Regions from separate parts of the Mus musculus genome. Here all the other regions are linked to region 1. Evidence: chromatin contacts called from public promoter capture Hi-C data. All regions are on one chromosome and are shown on one strand. Each heading gives the region's core, a stretch centred on a gene start, on an enhancer-like site or on the middle of the called end of the contact. The rest is flanking DNA. Distances are from core to core; before and after follow the strand shown. Region 1 holds the start of 4933412E12Rik (RIKEN cDNA 4933412E12 gene). Region 2 holds the start of Mdm2 (transformed mouse 3T3 cell double minute 2). Region 3 holds the start of Cpm (carboxypeptidase M). Region 4 overlaps Ptprb (protein tyrosine phosphatase, receptor type, B).

Region 1 (3,421 bases), core at 280-2,779:
TCTCCCTGTGTGTCAACCATCTCCTCTTCCTACCTTTACAGAGTTCTCTGTCAAGCAGAGTGCCTGTTCTCAAGACACAGACTAAAGAGAAAAGAGAGGAAAGTCTACTTATGATTCATGGGGAATATGCACTGCAAGAGTTAAAGCAGCAGTTCTCAACCTGTGGGTCGCAACCCCTCTGGGATCAAATGACCCTTTCACAGGGGGTCACCTAAGACATCAGAAAACACAGATATTTATGTTAAGGTTCATAACAGTAGCCAAATTACAGTTATGAAGTAGCAACGGAAATAATTTTATGGTTGGGGGTTAGTATACACTATGAGGAACTGTATTAGAGGGTCACAGTGTTAGGAAGGTTGAGAACCACTGAAATACAGTGTTCTGGGATCACAGGTAAGGAGTTAGGGTTGGGAGGCAGGCGAGCATCAGGGAATGGTTTACAAAGAAACTGGAGCATGGGTTAAGTAATTACCAATTCCATATGATAAAAGATGTGTGTGTGAGCCGGACAGTGGTGGTGCATGCCTTTAATCTCAGCACTTGGGAGGCAGAGGCAGCAGATTTCTGAGTTCGAGGCCAACCCTGTCTCGAAAACCAAGACAAAACAAAAAGTGTGTGTGTGTGAACATCTCTTTAGAAAAAAAATGTGTAAAACAGGGAGCCCATAAAGTTTTCTCTTAATAGTAAACTTGTCTCCTTTTGTTTGAGTCTTTGGATGGTAGGAATTTTTTGTAGAGGTGTGTGTGTGTGTACACATGTGTGTTTCTGTATGACTCACTGTGTCACAGAATGTGGTGAGGTACACTAATTACATATATTAAACCACTTAACTCTCAAAACCTTGATGAGGTAGACATTCTTATTTCCAATTATCAGTGAGAAGATTGGCGATATTGCAGATGAACTCGCCTAAGGTCACAGAGGTCAGTAGGTGGCTGATCACAGGGACCACACACATAGCTTCCTTTTTATTACCACCTCCTTGATGTACTCAACAGAATGGCAGCCCCTGCCTCTGAGTATCACAAACATTGGCGGAAATACCGAGGATGACTGCTCCCTCCCACCCCCCATCCCTGAGTTTGATTTTCAGGGCTTGATTCTGTCTGTACTTTGTTTTTTGTTTTCCAACTTGGAAGCCCGAATGTGGGATGGAAGTTTGATAAGCAAAACAAAACAAAACAAAACAATAGATATAGTTCCTGTAAAAGATGAGAGACGGTCTTTGGAAACTGAAAGTGGAAGGATCTGGGTTTACCAGCTCCCCGCCCATCCCATCCCCCCCCCCCCCCCCTCCCCGGGCCCCTAACCTCCTACTCCAGCTTCAGGTATCCACAGACGCGGAATTTCAGGTCGGTTCTGCTTGTCCTCAATACACAGTCCAAAGCCTCTTACCATCCCAGGAGAGTTCACATCCTCCAAAGGCAGCCACAGGATTTCCAGCCAGAGTGGTTCCCAGGGAAACCGCTGTAGAGGGACCCTGGACTCCGCGCGTGGATTAGCCTGCACCGAGCCCCTCCTGTCGCCAGGGGGCGCCGCAGCGCGCGAGTCCCCCTCGCCACTCCCTCCCGGTCCCGCCTCTAGTCCCGCCCTCTCTCCCGGGGCGGGGGCGGGGGAGGGGGAGGGGCGGCCGCTTCTCCGCCCGGCGCTCGGCGCAGGCGCAGTCGGCTCTCCCTCCCTCGGCTCCCATCGCAGAGAGCGCCAGCCGCGGCGGAGTGGAGCGGCGTCTGTCCGCCGCCGTCCTCCGCGTCTCCCGAGCTGGGCACGCGCACCCTGCGGCTCTGCGAGCGCTGCCGAGCGCGGGCGGCGGCCGCGGCGGATCCGGCAGGTGAGTGCGGCGGCGGGAGGGAGAGGCGGGCGGTGTGAGCACCGCCCCCTCGGCGCCTCGCCTCGCGCCCTTGTCCCGCCGGCCCGGAGCGCGGCCGGGCAGGTGCAGGAGGCGGCGGGGAGGGCGCGGATCGCGCCCGCCCGTCCGCCCGTCCGCCCGCCCGCTGCGGAGCCCCGGGGACCCGAAGGGCGGCGGCTCCGGCGCTCACCTGGCGGCCCGCGCGGCCTCGGTCGCGGAGTTGCTTAAGTCGCGGGCGGCGCGGTTGGCCGGGGATGTGCGGGGGTCGCCGGTTCCCGGGGTCTCCCCCGCCGCGCTCGGCCCAGCCTGACTTCGGGAATCGGGACCCCGGGAGTGGGAGAACAGCGGTTCCCCCTGCGTGGGCCGCTCGCCCCCCGCCGCCCGCGGAATAGCGAGGCTGGGGAGAGGATGGTGCCGGGTGGACGCTGCAGCACGCGAAGAGTTGCCAGTTGTTGGGGATTAAAACATCGATCCGTAATGGCTGGCTGGCGCACTCTCCTCCGAGTTAGAGCTGGTGCCCCAGAGGCACTTTAGTTTCAAGGAAATGTTGCCTGTTCCCAGCCTACCTGTTTAGACACTTCTCAGTGTCCCCCGTGTCAAGGGAAAGAGCCCTGTGATCTTTTGGCTCTGGAATGATTGCATAATTGGAGGAGAGGCCGATAAGAGGATTAAAACAAACCGTTCTATTGTAAATCTCTTGAAAGACCCGGTTTCTGTTCATTACACTGTTCTTAAGTTTTTGTTTCTAAACAATGAATCGAGAGGAAAAGGAGGCAGAGTAGGTATGCAGCCCATCGTTGTAAATATTTGATACTGTTAAATATTTCACCAGTTTTATGGGGCCTTGTTCAGTTAGCATGTGTTATTTATTTACCAGGACTGTGCGTTTTCAGAGGACTTTTCATGTTTGAATAGACACTGCATTCCGAATCTACTCCTCAAGGCCCTAGGGGAATATATTAACTGAACTTAACAGTTACACAGATTTACTCAGCAATGCATTCTTAACTATAAGAACAGACGTCTTTCAACTTTTTTCTCTTTCCGGCCCAAGGATGTTTTGAATTAATGCCTTCTTTTGTGAATGAGCGTGCTTGATGAGACGCCTCATTGCTTACATAGCAAGTCATTTGTGCTAGCGAATGATTCTCACCTTCCACTGCCTGGTTGATGTTCAGTTTCTTTGTGGAGCTTTGATGTCTCTGTTTAAATGCAGCTGTACTTTTGAATCAGTGTAATTCTATACTCTGAGACATATTCTTTGCCTCAGAGTTTCTTTATGCCTCTACTCTGCAGTATACGTGGATGCCCTACAGATATATATATATATTTTTTTAATGGAAAAATTACTGGGACTTGCCCACCCCTCATATTTACGCCGTGGCAGAATGGAAGCTAGGATATAACGTTAGTTTTGTATGTATTGTATGGGTTAGATAACCCATGCTTTTCTGCTGAGCGGGTCTCACAAAGGCTTAGCTCTAACGAAAACGGATAACTTTCAGAACCATCTCTCACCAAGCATGCGACCTCGAGTAAATCATTTATTGAGCATACTCAGTAGAAACACAT
Region 2 (3,421 bases), core at 444-2,943, 760 kb before region 1:
GTGCAGCCCTGGCTGATCTGCAGCTCACTGTGTGGACTCGTGGACACACTATCTTGAACTCACTTGTCTCTTCGTCTCTACTGCAGGGGTCAAAGGTCTATGCCACCATGCCTGGCTGAAGGTTATTAAATTTAAAATGAATATTCACTCCATTCCTAAGGGGAGAAAGGTTTCTGAAAAGTCCTTAATCACGAACTGTTGGGGAAATGAAGGCTGTCAGTAAGAAGTGGCAAGCCCCAAAGAACGAAATTACCTTTCTCCTTTAGGTAGGTTATCAATGTTACTCAAATTAGCTTTAAATTGCTCAACTCAAGCTATCCTCCTGCCTCAGCTTCCTGATTATCTTTGACTGTGCAAATGTGCCACCACCCCTGGTTTTAAGTCCTTTAAGATCTGGGGCTTTTGCTTTGGGGACCGAGGACTGAACAATGCAGGACCTTCTCGGTGCCACACACCCTCCGTTCTTAGATGTACCTTAAAAGGTGGACCCAGACGGCTGTTGCTCTGTACCTGGGATTACACGCACACCATTATATCTGGCCTTATCAATGCTTTTCTTTGACCTGCGTCCACACTGCCTAAAGCAGCGTCCAGGCCAAACTCCTATACCTTATAATGCTATCTTGGGCCCTCAAGATGACTAACAATTAGAAAGTTTGTAAACACTGGAGTGTATGTGTTGAAAAGGCCAGGCTGATTTCATGACAAGTTTCAAACTGGCAGTTAAGGGGACTAGGCCTAAATCTCTGTTTCCAAGAACTGGGCAATTCCGGGCAAGTCCGGGCCTCAGAAGCTGCCCCGCCTGAGGCAAGGACAATGGGTCAGCAGCAGTTTCCAGACTTTCTCAGCCAAAAGTTTCCAGCCCTCTCACCCCGGGAATGGAATGTCCCTAAAGATGGACCCAATAGATTAACATAGAGGTCACCTATCCCAGAATTCGCTAATATGCTTTATGTCAGGTCTGCAAACTCACTTGGGTGTCTCTATCTTAGTAATGGGGAGAGGAGACACCAGAATGCTGACTTCTGCAGATTAAAACATTCTTTGCGTTTACATACTATGAGCCCAAGGTGTCATGGACCCTAACAGTCTTTGAATTTTTTTTTTTAATTTTAACTTTAATTATGTGTATGTCTGTGCACACAGGTGCGGTTGCTCATGGAGACCAGAAGAGTGTGTTGAGTACCCTGCAATGACAGAATTTGTGTGGCGTGAGTGACTGAAAACCTAAAAAGGAGCTGTATGCACTCTTGACCATGGAGCTATTCATTTTTTATTCATTATTATTTATTCACTTTCCACCCCGCTCTCCGTTCCCTTCTGGGACACCCCCTTCTCACAATTTCCTCCCCGTCCCACTCCACCCTCTCTCACCTTGCCTATTTTTAAAGTCTTAAAAAAAAATCACTCATTTGTATACAACTTCAGCTGCTGGCGGGATGGATTTAAAAATACTACCCAGCTGTTAGTCTTGCTTTTCTTTTGGTAGCAGCAGCAGTCGGATAGGAACTTGCCTAGCGACCATTGCGGTTTCGAGCGGTAAACACAACCGCGCGGCCCCTCCCCACCTCCTGCGCGCTCCGGCACCGGGCGGCCGCTAAGCCCCGCCCCCCGCCTCCTATTGGTCCAGGAGGCGGCGTCGGGCGTGCGCGCGCGCACGCCCCGATGCCCGGATGGCCCGTGGCTTCCGGCGTTCTCTCCGCGGACGGTAGGGGGCGCTCGTCACAGAACTCTGCTTTGTTAACGGGGCCTCCGGGGCCAGCGTAGCCTAGGAGCGGCCGGTGAGGAGCCGCCGCCTTCTCGTCGCTCGAGCTCTGGAGCGACCATGGTCGCTCAGGCCCCGGCCGCGGGGCCTCCGCGCTCCCCGTGAAGGGTCGGAAGATGCGCGGGAAGTAGCAGGTACCCGCTCCGTGGGCGGCGGAGAGTCCCGATCATTCCCTCTTTTCCGCGCCCTCCGGGGCCTACTCGTAACCCGGGCCGGCTCGTGGGGTCGCGGGGCACGAGGCTGGGCGACCGTTTGCCCGCGCTGGGCCCTGATGTCATTCTGCGGCCGGGGGTGTGCGTGTGGGTGGGAGTGGGGGGTGGGGTGGGAGATGGCGCGGTTAGCACGGCGCATGCGCGGGAGGGGACGGAGGGAGGGGGAGGAGGGAAGAGCGGGGGTCTCCCAGCAGGCCCCGCGCGCGGGGGGCCCGCTCCGGGGTCGCGCTGGGCTCGTTGCTGGGGTCCAGGAGGTGACAGGTGCCTGGTCCCGGACTCGCCGGGATGCGGCTTCCGGGACGGGTGGGACTGGGCTGGGCCGAGTTGACTCAGCTCTTCCTGTGGGGCTGGTCAAGTTGGGACACGTCCGGCGTCGGCTGTCGGAGGAGCTAAGTCCTGACATGTCTCCAGCTGGGGTTATTTAAACGCTGCCCCGTTTCCGCAGCCGTCTGCTGGGCGAGCGGGAGACCGACCGGACACCCCTGGGGGACCCTCTCGGATCACCGCGCTTCTCCTGCGGGCCTCCAGGTAAGGGACAGCTCGCCGACGTCGTTTTGCATTTGAGAGCTATTGCCGAAAGACGTTTTCTGTCTCCTTCGTAAATGCATGTATCTATTTGTCCCTTTTCGTAGATGTTTTATAATTTCAAGTTTTTATCGTGTGTGTTGTTGTTTTTTTTCTACTTGTAGGCCAATGTGCAATACCAACATGTCTGTGTCTACCGAGGGTGCTGCAAGCACCTCACAGATTCCAGCTTCGGAACAAGAGACTCTGGTTGGTATTTCTGCCTCGAGTGTGTAAATATAGCTTGTTTTACCAGGTAATCGAGGAAACAAAATTGAAACCTGGATTATCGCACAGTCGTTTTAAGTATTTACCTACAAACTCTTAACTTTCTCGATTGCAATTGCATTAGAGAGTGGTCACTGCGACCTATATTTCCACAGCCCTTCCCCTGACGCAGGCTTTAGAAGTGCACAGTGTGTGGGTGCTGCTGGTTGTGACATGATGTTCTATCACTGTTCTAAATGGTAAACCGAAAGTCATAGAAGCATCCGTGCTTTTTGTGAGGATTTTAGTTATGAGAGGAATGCATAAAATATATAAAGTTCCAGTCTTTGCTCTGTATCTCTTTAAGTTTTCTACTTTATATTAGCATATAAAGGTGTTCTACAGCTTGTCAGTAAGTTACAAAATTACTTTTAATAGCTGCATAGGATTTGATAATGCGATTGAACCTCAGCCTTTAGAATGTGTGTGTATGCAAGTACTGTACTACTGAGCTGAGCGACAGTCTCAGGCTCACGACTACTGGGGGATGTAAAAGTTGCCCATGTGTTTGAGTAAAGTAAGGGTGAGGAAGATAGGGAACTAGAATCCTACGTCCTGGTAACCACATTTGATTGCAGACTGCTCACTCTGCTCAGCAGAGGTCATGGCCGTC
Region 3 (3,421 bases), core at 679-3,178, 680 kb before region 1:
CTTTAAATTTGCTCTACTCTAGCCCTTGGATAAATTATTTTAAGAGACTCAATCTAGATGCTGATTCAAGATATAACTTTCCATATAACTAACCTCCATACTTGGGGTTTGTGGTGATCAGAGGATTTCAGATTATTTCCTTTTTTTTTTAAGATTTATTCATTAAATGTATATGAGTACACCATTGCTCTCTTCAGACACACCAGAAGAGGGCGTTGGATCCCATTACAGATGGTTATGAGCCACCATGTGGTTGCTGGGATTTGAACTCAGGACCTTCAGAAGAGCAATCAGTGCTCTTAACCGCTGAGCCATCTCTCCAGCCCTTAGATGATTTCTGACACCAACTCTGGCAATGCTGCTTCAAAATAAAGCTTCTATTACACAGTCAAAGCTGTTTTTATTGCATTTTTAATATTTCTCTGTAATACAAGAACTGAACCATGACATTAACAGTTATGAGAAGTGACTGGTTGCTTAGTAATGTGGTTATGAGACTTCCAGTCGAGTCAAGAGATCAGTGCTAAACTGCAGGTCAGAACTTTTGAACACAACTTCCACAGCTGAGCCAAACTGCATGAACTTCAGGGCTCTTTCATTCCAGGCATTAAGTTTTCTGGTAACCACTTTTGTGAGAATCAGCGTAGTAACAAAAGATTAGGAGATGATGCTAGCTGCTAAATTTATTTGCCCCACCCAAAATGATCAGGTGCAGGTCCTGGCTAAAACTTCACCCTCTATGGCTAGCAGGTTAGGTTAACGATACAATGCGGAACACAAATGAGGTCTTGAGTTTTATCTCCAGGAGCTAGCTAGCTAGATGGATGGATGGATAGAATCGCCATCTAGGTAACTCGACCAAAATTCTTAACTTCTTGGATCCCCATCTACTCTCTCCACTAAGAATATATAGTTTCAAAAGTAAAGCAGACTAAGTGATACATTTGCAAATGCTAAGGAGATCATTCGTTGTGACTTACTACCAAGCAGGTGTATCCTTCAAAAACAGCCTTTAGACATAGACCTACATTTTCTCATAACTTTAAGCTATCGGGTTAATCACATATGTGTAGAACTCGACAAAAGTATGGCACTGTCTAGTTTTAAAATGACCTGAGGAATCCGTAGTTAACAGTCACAATCAGTATGCAAGGAAGCCAACAAAAAGGGAAACTGAGGAAGATGTTTACCCTGAAAAGGAACGAAGATACACCTCTCAGATAATTACTTCCCGATCCCCAACGGCAATAAAACAGAGGACTAAGCGACAATGACTCTCTGTAGAGAAACGACAATATATATATACAGTTCCTCTTACCGCTCTCCTGATGTAACAAAATTGAAAAAACAAAACAAAAATAAAAACAAAAAATCAACCAACAAACAACAACAAACAAAAGCAGGAAACCCCTGACTGGGCAAGGTGTGCTTTACCTGCGTGGAGCGCGTTTGGAGAGCCTCACCAACAGGGGACCAGACGCTGTCGTTCAACTTACTTTTGAACGCGGGTTGAGGGTTAGGGATGTGCGCAGGAAGCCACCTACCTCTCACAGATTTCCCGATGCTGTGCAAGTGCGTGATCGAACTGTAGTTCTGAGCCACGCTCTTTAGGAACGCCTCCATCCCTTCCTGGTGGTGATATCGGAAATCCAGGGCGGCCACCACGGGCAGCAGAAGCCCCAGCCACAGGCGCGCGCGGTCCATGTCCTAGAGATGGAGGAGAAGTGAGCAGCTGGGTCCGCCACGGAGAAGCGCGGGCATCGCCAGCCCCGAGTCCTCTCCGCCCTCGGGGGCACCTGAGCTCTACGCTCCCTCCTCCGAGGAGCCAGGTGAAGGTGTTCCCACCGGAGCCCCGCAGCCCGCCCGAGTCCCCGCAGCAGCACCCTTCCGCAAACCTCACCAGTACCAGGCGCGCGTCTCCGCCCGCCGGCGAGCGCTGGGCGCTCGGGGGAGTTATAGTCCGGACAGAGGGGCGGGCCCCGGGCGACACGCCCACCAACACGCCCGCTCCGCGCCGCTCCCGCCCCGTGGGGCGGGATCTCCGCCCTAGCTCCCAGGACAACGTGCCCTGCAGGGTATTGAGGACAGCGAGCGAGCCTGGTGGGCGGTGGGGCATGACCTGTCGGAGCCCGTGTTGGACGTGGGGCCTGCCCTCCGCCACCGCGGTCCCGGGAACGCTGCGCAGATGGTGCCCACGGTGGGCGGTGGGCGGGCCACCTGGAGTCCAAGCTGGGCCAGGCTTTCAGCCCTGTGCTGCAACTGAGAAAGCCAGGGAGCTTTCAAGAGAGAACATGTGTGTGAGCCTTACGTGTGCCGAGTGTGCGGTACAGGACCATGTCCAACAAAAGTGTCTAGTAGATAGCATTTGACTGAATCAGAGTTGAGTTTGTGACCAACTCGCAGGACAAAAGCAGAGCTGCTGTCGTCGCTGCTCCGTGGTCCTCAGGCCAGTTCCGGTGCTTCTGCCTAAAATTCTGCTTTCTGGGTGGAGGGGGTGACCTGTGTTTGCATTAAAGAGAACACAGATCGTGACTGGTGAGAAGTGGGTTCGTGACAAGGGGCCATCATGTTCTAAAGGGCACCACACGCACAGTCTCTCTGTCCCATGGATTTACATACACTGTTAAAGAAACACCGGCTCCTGCAAGGGTCTGGGGCAAACAAACTCGGAAAACTACCGATTTGTTATAACACATCTTGAACAGATTCTTTTTAAATAGTGACGGCAGGGACCATCCCAAATTGAGGGGATGGAATTTTCTTCCCAGTGTACAGAAGGAGAGGGTTTTTCTTAAAAGGGTCCTTGAGGGTAGGAGAGATCACTGAGAGGATTAAGATTCTTGGGCTGCGAATCTGGCTCCCGGAATTGCAGTCTCAGAAGCCATCTAAAGGTAGAAGGAGAGACCGACTCCACTGAGTTGTTCTCTGACGGCAACAGGCACAACGTGATCCTTGCTGCACCGCGCCCCCCCCCCCGCCCGCCCCTTACATACGACTAATAAAAGAATTAATGTTTTAAAGCAGAGGTTCTCAGCCTGTGGGTGGAGACCCCCTGAGGACATAGGGACTTTCACAGGGATTTCCTGAATAACAGATATTTACTTTGCGTTTCATAAGAGTAACAAAATTACAATGAAGTCACAACGAAATGGTTTTATGGTTAGGCGGGGGGTCAGCACAAAATAGGGAAATGTATTAAAGGGTTGCAGCATTAGGAAGGTTGAGAGCCACTGTTTTAGAGGTTTAAGTGGGGAGGGACACAGTGGAGAACCTGGGGTGAAGGACTGCCTGCCCTCTCTTACAAATACAGATGGTGTAAGGTTATGAGGTCTGAGGGATCTTCAAGGTCTCCTGTGATTTCAGGCAGTAAGTCCTTCCTCTGACCCCAGGACTATGTGAATTCACTGTGCTAGGCGTACTA
Region 4 (3,421 bases), core at 318-2,817, 570 kb after region 1:
CTGGGAGGGACCCTGGGACCCTGGGAGGAGTCAGACAAAAAGCTTCTAGCTTAGACAACAGCAAGCTCAGCTTTGGTGCTGTCGAATCCTCCTTTTAATTCACTTCATTTATTTTTAATTTCTTGGCATATGGCCTACCACAAAGGTTTGGCCACAGCCCTAATCTTTTTTGACTATTATATTCCTTAGATCCCAGGGTCCATTCATAAGAAAGCAGCTCAACATAGCTAGCCTCATGGTATGCTCTCTTCAGCTCTGACGTTCGCTTACCCAGTGACTATAAGGACAGGTAAGAAACACCCCCGGGGACTGTCCTTGCGACTTCCTCTACACACTTTTCACCCGTGGCCCTGTCATACAGGCTGTATGGGTCTATGTACAACAAGCCATGAACACTTTAGTGTGAAAATATATAAAGCTTAATTTTAAACATTATGAAAAATACATATTTACAGGAGAAACTACAAAATACAAGTATGTACAATAATATCTGTTACCTTTAAATTACATAAATTCTTTAACATTCTCCAGATTAATAAATTATACATAGTATCAACAGAAATGGCTGGCACCCCCACAGGGCATGAAGCAAGGTTTTGTTTTTGTTTTTTTGTTTTTGTTTTTTTTTAAAGTCACACAGTGAAACGCTTTTATCCAGGGGATCTTCAGGTGAATTCTTAATGTCTCGAGTAGATTGCATCTGGAAGCAAAGATGGTATGGTTAGAAACTGTAGAGCAGTTCTCAACCCGTGGGTCACATTCCCTTTGGGAGTCGAACGACCCTTTTTACAAAGGGTTGCATATCAGATATCCCGCGTATCAGATACTTACATTGTGATTCAAAACAATAGGTAAAGCACAGTTATGCAGTGGCAGTGGAAATGTTATGGTTGGGGTCACCGCGACGTGAAGAGCTGCATATTAAAGGGTCAGAGCATCGGGAAGGCTGAGAGCGGCTGCTGTAGAGAGACTGCCTCCATTGTCCTACTTCTGAGATGTATACATGGAAGACACTGGTGGATATCACCCAAGTGATTTAGGGCATCACTAAGCTCTTTAGGATAGAGCATCACTATGGAGCTAGCCCATCCTCTTTAGAAAGGCAGAGTCCTGGACTTGGAAGGGACTCCTGTTGCCCATGCCTTGCCTCTGAGTTCCAGAGGCAGGCCAAGGCCAGGACACAGAGTACTCTGCCTGAGGAGACGTAGAATATGAACTCCTGGCAGCCTCAGAGCTACGTTCTGACTCCTAGCCTTTAGGATAGTAGTTATACTTCAAGCCCACAGTTAACTTCTTCTAGGCACACCCAAGCTTAGTTTTTCAAAGATTCTCAAACAAGTTAACGCAAGACAAAGAACGCTTTTAAGATCGACCCCACCGTCCTCCACCATCCGGGAGTTTCTTAAAAGAGGCTGACAAGCAAAAACCTTAATTTACTTCCCAGATAAATTAGGGGGTAATTATTTACAACACAAAAGATTATCTGATTTGCAGAGCACTCCTCTCAACTGGCTCTCCTTGGGTTCTTTACAGCTCACTGAACAATAACAAGCTGGCTGGGTGGGCAGGAACTAAACTCTTGTAAGAACTGAGAAGGCAGGTCTGAGCTGTGTCTGTTAGAGTGTGAGCAGAACACACAGGGCCTGAGCAAGGATCTGAGGCCTATGATAGCCCTTCCCAGCCTGGGTGGTACTTTTGGCCTCAGTGGTGCGCCAGAGGCAGGGATCTTCTTCTTGCCAGTTAATTATTGCTTGACAAAAGCAAGCACACCTTAAGAAGTTTGTACATTTTTTTTTTAAACTTCTGAATTGTAAAAAAAAAAAAATCTGAAAAATGTTACATACTTGTTCTAGAAGATTTATAAAACGGTCGAAAAAACATCACAGGGTCAGAGAGATCAATTTGACTGGCAGACCTCCTCCCCTTTATTTTTTTCCCCTCTATACATAATGCTTCTGTCTGTTTTTACATTCTGCATTTCTTAACTTGCCCTGCCTTGGTTAAGTTACGGTTTGTCACTTGTCGATATTTGGTCTCTGCTGTAATGTGGTGGGGCCTTGGAGGAGTGGGCCAAGCGGGAGGTGACAGGTGACTGCTGAGAGGTTAGAGTTGGACTCTCGGAGTGGGTTAGGCTTCACAGACATGAACTAGCTCCCACAGGATAGGTTGTTATGAGAGAACAAGCGTGATCCACTCAGCTATTGCTTTCTCTCTCTCTCCACATGATCTCATCTGATCTAACTGGCTGCTGGGACCCATCAGAGGCCAAATGAGTGAAGTCAGCCCACCCAGGGACTCCATTCCTTTTTTCTTTCCCTTTTGTGGTGTGAGCTCTACCATTGAGCTACACCACTACCCCAAACTCCTTGTCTTTATAATGATCTTAGTCTCAAGTGTTTTGTGACAACAACCAAGATAAGCTTCTTTATCAGGGGATCCATACTTACGATGCCATCCTCAAAAATACTCTGGAGCCAGGTAGGGTGGCACGCATCTCTAGTCTTGCTAACGGCAAGGCTGAGGTGGAAGGAAGGGATGCTCTAGCCAAGGCCAACCTAGGCAGTATAGCCTTTACCTCAAACGGCAAAAGAGTCCATTCTTAATGGCTACACTGTATTAGTATCAGTGAGTGTGCTCTGGCATAGCTAGTCCCTGCTATGACTTGAATATAACTTCTGTTTCAAGGGTCCATTATAGTCGAATGCTTGGTCTGCCAGGTGACAGGGTTAGACAATGCCGTAGTGAACCCTTTGGAGGGCAAAGAGTCCTCAGAGGAAGCTCTCTAGGGTAATGCAGTCTTGCCTCTCTCTGTTATCTCTTCTTCTGGTTGGAGATGTGACCTTGCCCTGTCAGGCACTCCTGGGATTCCTATCCACCATTCTCTGTGAAGTCACCGGGACTGAGCCAACACAAGCTCCCTGCTCTTGAACCTCAACAGGGTAAGCTAAACGAGTTTTCTGCTTTATGATGCCAGCCACCTCAAGGATTTTGCTGTGACAATGCCAAACTGACTGTATAGTCCTCTATGGCAGTACTGAATTTTATTCCAACTTGCAACTGAAAAGGCTTTATGCACAAAGTATATTTTGTGTACTTAAGATAATAGGAAGACTACTCGGTCGCAGACATGAATGCATTAAAGCCACTGAAACCCTGACTGCCAAATTCTTCTCACTATCAGTTTTGCGATTTGAACTCTCAATTATGGTTTTAGTGTAGTCTCCCCCGGTGGTCAGTGCTATCTCTTAGAAAAGCAATATTAGGGAAAGCCTTTTGCAGAGAATATGCTGGGCTAGGCAGGCAGACAGTGGAGATGGGCTACTGTGGGTGTGGCTCATCATCAGAGCATCTGCCTTCCTCGTGGGAGCCATTGGCTACCATGCCAGCACTGCAAAAAGTATTGATGACTGTTCAACTATGG

What was found. Promoter capture Hi-C pulls out the DNA fragments that hold promoters and counts their contacts.
Region 2: a promoter capture Hi-C map of pre-B cells shows a contact between it and region 1, with 2.1 times the contacts expected there. The contact joins the promoter of Mdm2 here to the promoter of 4933412E12Rik in region 1. A contact is called at or near these places in 5 of 39 promoter capture datasets (the 3T3-L1 cell line, hippocampal neurons, liver and 1 more) and 2 of 115 datasets of contacts at active chromatin or transcription factors (memory CD8 T cells and microglia).
Region 3: a contact with region 1 is called in a promoter capture Hi-C map of stem cell-derived epiblast-like cells, with 2.4 times the contacts expected there. The contact joins the promoter of Cpm here to the promoter of 4933412E12Rik in region 1. A contact is called at or near these places in 4 of 39 promoter capture datasets (the 3T3-L1 cell line, 3T3-L1-derived adipocytes, liver and 1 more) and 1 of 115 datasets of contacts at active chromatin or transcription factors (embryonic stem cells).
Region 4: a promoter capture Hi-C map of embryonic stem cells shows a contact between it and region 1, with 2.5 times the contacts expected there. The contact joins the enhancer-like site here to the promoter of 4933412E12Rik in region 1. A contact is called at or near these places in 6 of 39 promoter capture datasets (the C10 cell line, cranial neural crest, embryonic stem cells and 3 more), 5 of 115 datasets of contacts at active chromatin or transcription factors (cardiomyocytes, embryonic forebrain, embryonic stem cells and 1 more) and 1 of 9 other capture datasets (embryonic stem cells).

The regions. Positions count from the first base shown.
Region 1 is chr10:116,948,670-116,952,090 of GRCm38.p6, reverse strand. It overlaps 4933412E12Rik (RIKEN cDNA 4933412E12 gene), which reads right to left and starts at 1,529. Exons shown (of 3, transcript NR_038026.1): 1 at 1,399-1,529. Rab3ip (RAB3A interacting protein) reads left to right here and starts at 1,638. Exons shown (of 11, transcript NM_001359645.1): 1 at 1,638-1,831.
Region 2 is chr10:117,709,030-117,712,450 of GRCm38.p6, reverse strand. Mdm2 (transformed mouse 3T3 cell double minute 2) reads left to right here and starts at 1,693. Exons shown (of 12, transcript NM_010786.4): 1 at 1,693-1,899; 2 at 2,423-2,505; 3 at 2,667-2,751. The coding sequence starts at 2,671.
Region 3 is chr10:117,628,007-117,631,427 of GRCm38.p6, reverse strand. Cpm (carboxypeptidase M) reads right to left here and starts at 1,928. Exons shown (of 9, transcript NM_027468.1): 1 at 1,901-1,928; 2 at 1,545-1,707. The coding sequence starts at 1,704.
Region 4 is chr10:116,381,132-116,384,552 of GRCm38.p6, reverse strand. It overlaps Ptprb (protein tyrosine phosphatase, receptor type, B), which reads right to left. Exons shown (of 32, transcript NM_029928.2): 32 at 1-700. The coding sequence ends at 678. Among named protein-coding and RNA genes, the nearest start is that of Kcnmb4os1, 35 kb to the left of the region's middle. Within about 2 kb of position 1,567, at least 15 of the 459 cell types and tissues checked have an H3K27ac peak or open chromatin away from gene starts, as enhancers often do. A contact at or near this core is called in embryonic stem cells, where this site is marked.